3 separate regions of the Mus musculus genome follow, and regions 1 and 3 are each linked to region 2. A link is a contact called in public HiChIP or PLAC-seq and promoter capture Hi-C data. All regions are on one chromosome and are shown on one strand. Each heading gives the region's core, a stretch centred on a gene start, on an enhancer-like site or on the middle of the called end of the contact. The rest is flanking DNA. Distances are from core to core; before and after follow the strand shown.

Region 1 (2,700 bases), core at 115-2,614, 610 kb before region 2:
AAAATTCCCCTACATTGTATCAGTTCAAAGAACGCTCAGACTGTTCACTGTCATATAAAATCTGCTTGAAGGCTAAAGTTGTATTCTAAGTTTAAATTACTGGGCTTAAGAGATCTATCAATCAAACATGCCTCTAACCTGTAAGCCTCACTTGCCCAAGGGCAGATAATCTCTGGAGTGCTGGGGGCTGTTACTTATGTAAGATAGTGAACTATGGTGTTTTCTCTTCTGTAAACAACCTCACTTGCCCCAACTTTACAGGATAAGCTTGATCACACACAGGTGGAGGTAGGCTGGAGGTTCATAAGGAAATACATTGGGATCTAAGCGTGCCCCTGATTGGACGAAGGTGGGAAGTACTGACCCTTTGGGGGTTGCCTTTATAAGCCTCTGACTGAGTTGTAATGTGGCGATGTATTTTGGGATTCCTAGGTATGCACCTGACAGTGTCCACTGAACTGGCCAATGCTTAATAAAGCTTGTTTTAAATTTGGTTCAAAACTTACAGTAGCCGTTTTCACTATTCTCACCGGGTGGGATTAACCGTAGCCCTGGTACTCTGATCCCGTGAACCTTTCTTTGTAACCATGGGTTCAGTTCAGTGGTTTCACACCTTCAGTTATTCTCCATATAGTGTGATGGTGCATGTGTCACTGCTCAAGCAGGGTTCCTAAGCCCTCTCAAACCCTGCATATATATAAAGTAGGCTTACTCAGCTGACTTAAGTAACACCTGTGAATCTAGTTGATGTCACTGAAGTAAGATAAACGTCCCAAGGCACGAAAAGTCATCTTTAGTCGGCTTTCCAAAAACATCCCTGTTGTTCCCGTTCACACGTTATTTTTTATTAAGAACCCGACACAAATACCCATTACGATTTGTTAAGCAGATCATTGAGTCTGGCAGTGGAGTGGGATCACATCTCTAGTTTGTTCCACAGCATCGGTTCTAAAATTACATGTTAAACTCTGAAATTGGCCTTTCTCGCTCTTTGCCAAAAACCAAGCGTTTATTGTGCCGAGGTAGTTGTAATGAAAATGCTTATTCATGTGGTTTGGGCAATCCTTTGACACAAATGTCATGTCCCCCAAGATATGCCTTTTCTCAAGGTTGGGCATTTAGAAAAAAAAAGCTCTCAGATGATGTAGTGCCTTTATAGAGTATATTATTTTTTCCCCACATGTGAAATATATACGAATTCCTTAATAAGTTCACAACACCGGACAAGATTAATATTTGTAATTTACTGAAGAAACCTTTGTAGGTAGTCAGGACTCGTTTTCAAGGTCCTGTTTAGGGAAAAAAAAAAAAAAAAAAGACATAGTGTAACTGGCATAAATTTCAGCTGTGACCGGCTGGATGCGCGCTTGAATACTTTTGGACTCCTTAGGCCACCGTCGCCGGGTCCTCCATCGACTCTTGCGCATGCGTGCTGCTGGAAGGCTCTCCGTTTCTCCGAGAACCGGGAAGGACGTTGGTGTAGAGGTGAGAATGGTGGAGAGAGAGAGGAGATTCTGGGGTTTGACAACTGCGGGTTTCTCGGCTTCTCGTGGGGGCGGCGAACTAGGATGTCTTGCACGTCACAGCCCAGTGGAGCCTCGGGCCTGCCTTCCTCGTGGGCGCGTTGCCCCCGCCGCGTCCTCAGGAGGCTGCGGGCCTGACCGGCCTGAACTCGGGCGGCCCCGCCATCTCCCCGCGTGCGCTCTTAGGGCTCCGGAGGAGCTCTGCGGAGCCTCAGGGTCTCGCTGGTGGCCGGCCGGGCCCGTTTCCCCTTGTATTTTGCCGCGGCCAGGTTGACCTTGATTGGGTCGTTTGACCTGCGGGGGCTGGTGCTCCAGTTGGATAAGGGGTGCGACCTTGGAGGGGACTCAGGCACCGAGGGGCCCCGGTGGTCGGCCTGGTGTGGGAGTAGAATTGGGAAGCTGGAGGGTCCCCGATCTGTCGCGCCTGCTCCACCGGCCCTCGGGGCGCTTGCTGGGCTCTAGTCCCACAGCTTCAGTGACCTGAGTTCTCCCCGAAGGCTTTTCTTCCTAAGGGTGAATTCTGAAAAGGCAACAGCTAGGTCGCATCTGCCTTTCTGTGGATGGGGGACACTTTTGTCATGGTTTTTGCTCATCGGTTTGTTGCTGGTTACCGCCTTGTTGCGGGTAGTGGAAATGCGTAGGAGAGGAGCGGGCAAAGATGAAGTTGCCAAAGTCATTGACCTTGCAGGAGGGGTTAGGCCGCGATTGTAGATACTAAACTACGTTGTGCATGTAGAGTTCATTCAATCACTTAACCTGTTACAAGCCTTTTTTTTTTCCCCTCCTTGTTTTACTCGCAAAGGACATTGGCTACCATGAGTTCCGGTGCGCTGTTGCCCAAACCACAGATGCGTGGTCTTCTGGCCAAGCGTCTGCGGGTTCATATTGCTGGCGCATTCATTGTGGCCCTGGGAGTTGCCGCTGCCTATAAGGTATGTGCTTTAGGTCACAAGCTGTTCGTTTAAAACATTATTTTTTAAACCTAGTTAAGAGCTGTTTAAAAAAGAAACTCTATCTTCAAGATATTTCCCTCATTTACCTTCCAAAGGCTTCAACGTAACAGAAACCCTATCTTCAAATGAAAATGCGCCACAGTCATTACAGGTTCCCTCTTCCCAGGTATCAAGGTAAAGCTGACAACCAAGAAATCTGATGTTATAATTTACTCTAAGTCTGG
Region 2 (2,700 bases), core at 160-2,659:
TTTATTTAGTCTCACTGGCCAGCTTGGCCGCAGCATTCTTTACCCCCACTTCCCAGGACTGCTGGGATTATGAGGGGGCTGCCACTCCTGCCAGCCTTGTTACATGGGTACTGCAGATCTAAACTCCATCTCTCACACTGTGCAGCCAAACAGGCTACCCACTGAGCAGTTTCCCTAGTTCCAATGAGCTATTTTTGGATATCTAAATTTTACTTGCTTTTAAACTTTATAATATGTTTTTTACTTAACTTTATAAGGGATTTGCATGAATTCATACTGGATTGTACATGTTGGGTTCTGTCATTTAGTGATACCATTCAAGGCACACAAAGACACTGACTGCTGACTGTGCGGAGCTTCCGTCCTTTAGGGAGAGTGGGGCTCGAGCACACACTCCTCTTACACACCTGGAACACGATGAATGAATGCACTAGGGAGAAGAGCACAGGGCATTAGAGAATTTAGTGGTGGGAGAGATTAGAGAACTTTAAAGATGTAGCATTTAAGTCAGGCGTTGAGGAGTGAATAGAATTTGCAAAGAGATGAGGAAGACATAAATCTCATTTACTATCATGTGTTTATCACACCCACTAAAGTTCAAGCATGTAGGGTACTGTGTTCATTACCTCACTTGCTGGTGTGATACATTACCTCTCAACGACTCTCAGGTTCAGAAGGAAGGTCCATCAGGGCCAGGAAGCTGTAACAGAGGTCCTGGCAGCACGCACACACAGCTGCCACTCCTCACGTCTGGAGGCCAGGAAATACTGACGCTCCCCTTTCCCTTGTGCGCAGTCTAGAACCCCAGCCACCTCCACTCAGTCATTGTAAGTCTCAGATAAACTTCTCCAGAAATGCCGTCATAGACATACCCAGAGGTCTGTCTCCTAGGTGACAGTAAGCTCAGGAAGTCCACAGTGAAGATTAATTCCCTACAGGAATAATGCTACATCTATTAAAAAGATGTATAAATATATTCTCTTCACTTATGAAATTGGAATCTATAAGGAGACATATCCAAATGCTAAGCAAAGAGCTGCATTCCAAATTTATGAAACTAACAGAACAAAGAGCAGAAGTAGCCTCTGGAGAGTGGTGTTTGCTTACTGTGGAGGACATTCTGACGGTGGTGGACTCGATTTTTTAATCAGAGTCTTTGCAACATTTTAATCAGTCATTTTCTTCATGATATCCTTATCGAAGTAAGGTGGCTATTGGCTAATTTGAAAAGAATGAGATGGGGAAACTTCAACTTAAAATGTACTGTTCAAGTGGTAAATATATAAAAGAATATATTTCTAGCCCTATGTGACGGTCTGAATGAAAATGGCTCTCATATGCCCACAGGAAGTGGCACTGTTAGGAGGCGTGGCCCTGTGGACGTAAGTGTTGCCCTATTGGAGGAAGTGCTTCACTAAGGGGTGGGCTTGGAGGCCTCAGAAGCTGAAGTCAGACCTAGTGGCTCACTGCCTCTTCCTGTCTCTCAGCCCCTCTCTAGCACCATGTCTACCTGCAGGCTGCCATGCTTCCTGACATGATGACAATGGACTGAACCTCTGAAACTGTAAGCCAGCCCCAATTAAATGTTTTTCTTCATAAGAGTTGCTGTGATCGCGGTGTCTCTTCACAGCAATAAAACTCAAACTAAGACACCAAATCTGGCGGCTGTGCCCTGGCGCTGTCCTATACTTCAGATATAAACTAGAGCTGTGAGTGAGCCTTATGTTGCTGCTAGTAAAACAAACAAGGTATCTGCTTCAGACAGTTCACTGCGGATCTTGGTGAGGTTCATAAATAATGCTACACAAATTTAAGGTCATTTGCTAAATAGATTTAGTTTCCAATGTAATTTTCCTAAGCTATTTAACCTAATCTAACCTTACCAAAGAGAAAGACCTATTTAACCTAGCTTTACTTTATCCTTGTTTGGGGGACAGGATCAGTAGACTTCCACTACCAGACACATGTATACCGGGTTGAAGCTTTGTGTTTAGCAGAGCCTGGGAAGATGCCTAACTCGTTAACATCTGCTTGAACCATAGCCATTGACCCACCCACAAAAAAAAAAAAAAAAAAAAAAAAAAAAAAAAAAAACCCTAATCATACAGATCTTAAGTTTAATGTTTTGAGGTCCTGACGTGGTTAATTTTGGCCAGAACAACATTATCTCCAAATCATGCTGCAATAGGGCCACTGGGAATTTTCTTTGAAATGGAAGCTATGCTAGGGAATTATGCACGTACACATTAGAGTAAACATTAACAGATGACAGGTTTCTTCATGTCCCATGAATTCTGTCATTTATAATCACTGCCAAATAATTGTTCAAAATGACACAAATCACTTTGAAAACCGAACTCTGGCTCTGTTTGCTTTAATGGGAAACCTATCCCTCTGAGGCTAGACCACATATAACTGAGGCGGACCCATGATTTACACAGGACTGGGGGCTCTATACTGGCCACAAGACATCAGATTTGGAGATTTCTTCTAATCTCTGATCAGAGTTTACACACTAGTCTCCATTAGAATTTGGCCCTGCATTTAAGCATGGCAATAAATTAAATAATTCATTTCATCTTTGCATTATTTCTCTAACAGTAGATTAGCAAATGATTCAACGAAACCCCAATCATATAATTTTGATAGTCTGATAAAGGCTATTATTATAAACAGTATTGTTATAAATGTTTTGAAAGT
Region 3 (2,700 bases), core at 29-2,528, 800 kb before region 2:
AGCCTTTGCTTCAGCTCTTACCTCCTAGGCTCCTGGCTGGAGTCCCTGCCCTGACTGCCCTCCATGATGGGCCTGGGAGCTGTAAGCTGAAATAAAACCTTTCCTTCCGAAGCTGGTTGTGATCAGCATTTTATCACAGCAATAAAAAGCAAACAGACACTAACTTTTCCAGGGAAACAGAAAGAGCAGTTACAAGTGTGTTAATTGTGCAGTTAAGTTTTAGAGACACTATTTTGCATTATGCTATGGATAGGTATGGCTCCCATAGTCTCATGTGTTTGGCCAATCCTATTGTGACCAGGGAGTGAAATGTGGTAGTTTGAATATGCTTGTCACAGGGAGTGTCACTTTTAGCAGGTACAGCCTTATGGAGTAGGTGTGGCCTTGTTGGAGGAAATGAGTCATTGTAGGCGTGTGCTTGGAGACCCTCCTCCTAGCTCCCTAGAAGATGTCTTCTCCTGGCTGGATTTTGAACAAGATGTAGAAATCTCAGCTCTGTCTCTAGCAACATGCCTGCCTGGATGCTGAGATGTATCCTGTCACGATGATAATGGACTGAAAATGTAAAGCCATCCGAAATTCAATGTTGTCCCTTAAAAAAAAAAAAAAGATTTAGAGACACTACCACATCCCCCATGTGGACAAGGGGAGAAAATGAGAACCACAATCTCTTTTAAATTAGAATTGGAAGGACTTTTATACAGGGAGAGAGTCTTGGGTGTCAGGGTTTGATAGATTAAAATCTACTGGCTGAGATGTGAGATTAGAGTTAAATAATAGTGGGGAGGAAGGAATTGTACTGAGGACCAGTGAGATGCTCAGCAGGGGCTTGCCTCTAAGACTTGACAACATGCATTTGATCCCTAGAACTGTAAGACTCTGGGGAGCCTTAGTTTACCAGGGATCCCCTGAGTGAACCACGTGGAGCCAGGATCAATGCAAAAAGCAAGAGGAATTTATTGTTCCAGTGCACTGGGGTCATCCCAGAGCTGAAGGAGAGGCGGCGACCCCCAGCACCAGTTCAGCGAGTTTTTATATGGTTTCCAAGGGCAGAGCAGAGCATCAACAACTAGGCGCAATATGATTGACAGAACAGTGCACCCTTTAAGCTGATTGGTCTTTAGGGAAAGAGGTGACAAGGGCTTACCCTAGTCAAGGTGAGCAACAGTTCGTCCTGTGGAATGTGTCCCCACCCTCAGGTCAGTTCCTGCCCTGTGGTCTGAGGCATGTTAATTGGCCTCTCCCCTCCGGAGGGCAAGTGTTTCATGACCTTCCCAAAGTTCCTGAGCTGACCTTTTCAGAACCCACACTAGAACTAACGCCTGAGGGTAAAAGCTGTCCTCTGACCTACACACTACGCAAAACCAGAAAGAGTTGTGTTGAGTGCTGCTTCGAGAAAGCAACCCAATTGATTGATGGCTTCCAGCAGCAGCAGCAGCAGCTGCAGCCGCCGCCACCAACGCTGCCCTCGCTGGCACGCATGCGCAGACTACCTACTCCACTCCTGTGAGAAACTGAGACGTCTACACTGAAGGTGAACCGGCTGACTGAACTCTCACTGGAGGCAAGTCTGTAGAAAGCTGGAAGCCAGGTTTCAAGAGTAGTGAGCGCTAACGGAGGCCCTCCCTTCCATCATCAGGGCGCTGAGGTTGCACCAGTGGATGCATCTGTGGATGACGCAATGGTGAAACAGAATTCAATTGTTGTTGTTGTTGTTCCTTTAACGATCAACAGATTTGGAAGATAACGACCTGAATTAGGAAATTTAATTAATTTAAAAATTTCCAAATAATTGGATTGTGGAAATTTAATGAGAAAAGCAGAAGCTACTAAACCAGATTAAAGACTAGGTTTTTTCTTTTTTTTTTTTTTTTTTTTTCCTTACATAATTCAAGGGCTCTGGAAGTAAATAGCTTTTGGGTCTTCATTGGTTTAGGGCCAGAGACACAACTTCGTGGAAGAATTCTTCCTCCCAGCACAAGATTCTGTGTTCAATCCCAGGAAAACATGCACGCACATGCAGCACTTGCCTAGCTTCTCTGGTTTACACAGTGACCGGGTTAATGTGGTGGGAAGTGAACTCATTTCCTGCTGAGAGGCCAGAGCAGCCATGCACATGTCATGGCTGCTCCAAATCAACAGTACTCAATAGCAATGCAAGCAAGATACAGCTTCCGGAAAGAAATGCTGATTTGATGCATTTAAATAATTCTTTTAAATTTCTATGACTGTCTCTGTGCCACAGTACCTCTTCACCATGGAGTAAAGGCGGGACACCAGTGTCCCCCAGATACTCAGTCCCCAACAAGAGCTGCTCAGCATCCAAGAGGAGACACTTAGGAATGTTATGTCAACTTGTAGACATGTTTATAACTGGAGAGTTTACCAACGAGAGCTGAGACCGCACTGGATGATCTTTGTTTTCTTTCCTTTAATCATCAACAGATTGCTGGGTATTTGGAAGATACCAACTCACTCATCGTGAATTTCAGGAAAAGTTCATGTCTGAAATGGAATATGAAAACGAAAACAAAGCAGGTGTTTTATCACACACTGTGACAGACTCTGAACTGGAAGCACTTAGGGCAGTGGTTCTCAACCTGTGGCCCAAGACCCCTTTGGGGGTTGAATAACCCATTTATAGGGGTCCCTTAAGACCATTGGGAAAAAGATATTCATATTACAGCTTGTTAACAGTAG

What was found. Promoter capture Hi-C pulls out the DNA fragments that hold promoters and counts their contacts. HiChIP or PLAC-seq counts read pairs in DNA pulled down with a chosen protein or histone mark.
Region 1: a contact with region 2 is called in a promoter capture Hi-C map of hippocampal neurons, with 8 times the contacts expected there. The contact joins the promoter of Cox6c here to the promoter of BC048602 in region 2. A contact is called at or near these places in 13 of 39 promoter capture datasets (the SN4741 cell line, cranial neural crest, embryonic stem cells and 9 more), 1 of 484 Hi-C or Micro-C datasets (bone marrow-derived macrophages), 7 of 115 datasets of contacts at active chromatin or transcription factors (bone marrow-derived macrophages, embryonic hindbrain, embryonic limb bud and 4 more) and 2 of 9 other capture datasets (adipose tissue and macrophages).
Region 3: a contact with region 2 is called in an H3K27ac HiChIP or PLAC-seq map of embryonic stem cells, with 8 times the contacts expected there. The contact joins the enhancer-like site here to the promoter of BC048602 in region 2. A contact is called at or near these places in 1 of 39 promoter capture datasets (liver), 1 of 484 Hi-C or Micro-C datasets (bone marrow-derived macrophages), 5 of 115 datasets of contacts at active chromatin or transcription factors (embryonic hindbrain, embryonic stem cells, large pre-B cells and 1 more) and 1 of 9 other capture datasets (adipose tissue).

What each region holds. Positions count from the first base shown.
Region 1 is chr15:35,936,910-35,939,609 of GRCm38.p6, reverse strand. Cox6c (cytochrome c oxidase subunit 6C) reads left to right here and starts at 1,364. Exons shown (of 4, transcript NM_053071.2): 1 at 1,364-1,485; 2 at 2,326-2,455. The coding sequence starts at 2,339.
Region 2 is chr15:35,327,244-35,329,943 of GRCm38.p6, reverse strand. BC048602 (cDNA sequence BC048602) reads left to right here and starts at 1,409. Exons shown (of 3, transcript NR_045280.1): 1 at 1,409-1,564. It overlaps Gm33584 (a long non-coding RNA gene), which reads right to left and starts at 954. Exons shown (of 3, transcript XR_383923.3): 1 at 652-954; 2 at 341-430.
Region 3 is chr15:36,125,664-36,128,363 of GRCm38.p6, reverse strand. The region is part of intron 2 of Rgs22 (regulator of G-protein signalling 22); the gene reads left to right. Among named protein-coding and RNA genes, the nearest start is that of Rgs22, 13 kb to the left of the region's middle. Within about 2 kb of position 1,278, at least 35 of the 459 cell types and tissues checked have an H3K27ac peak or open chromatin away from gene starts, as enhancers often do. A contact at or near this core is called in embryonic stem cells, where this site is marked.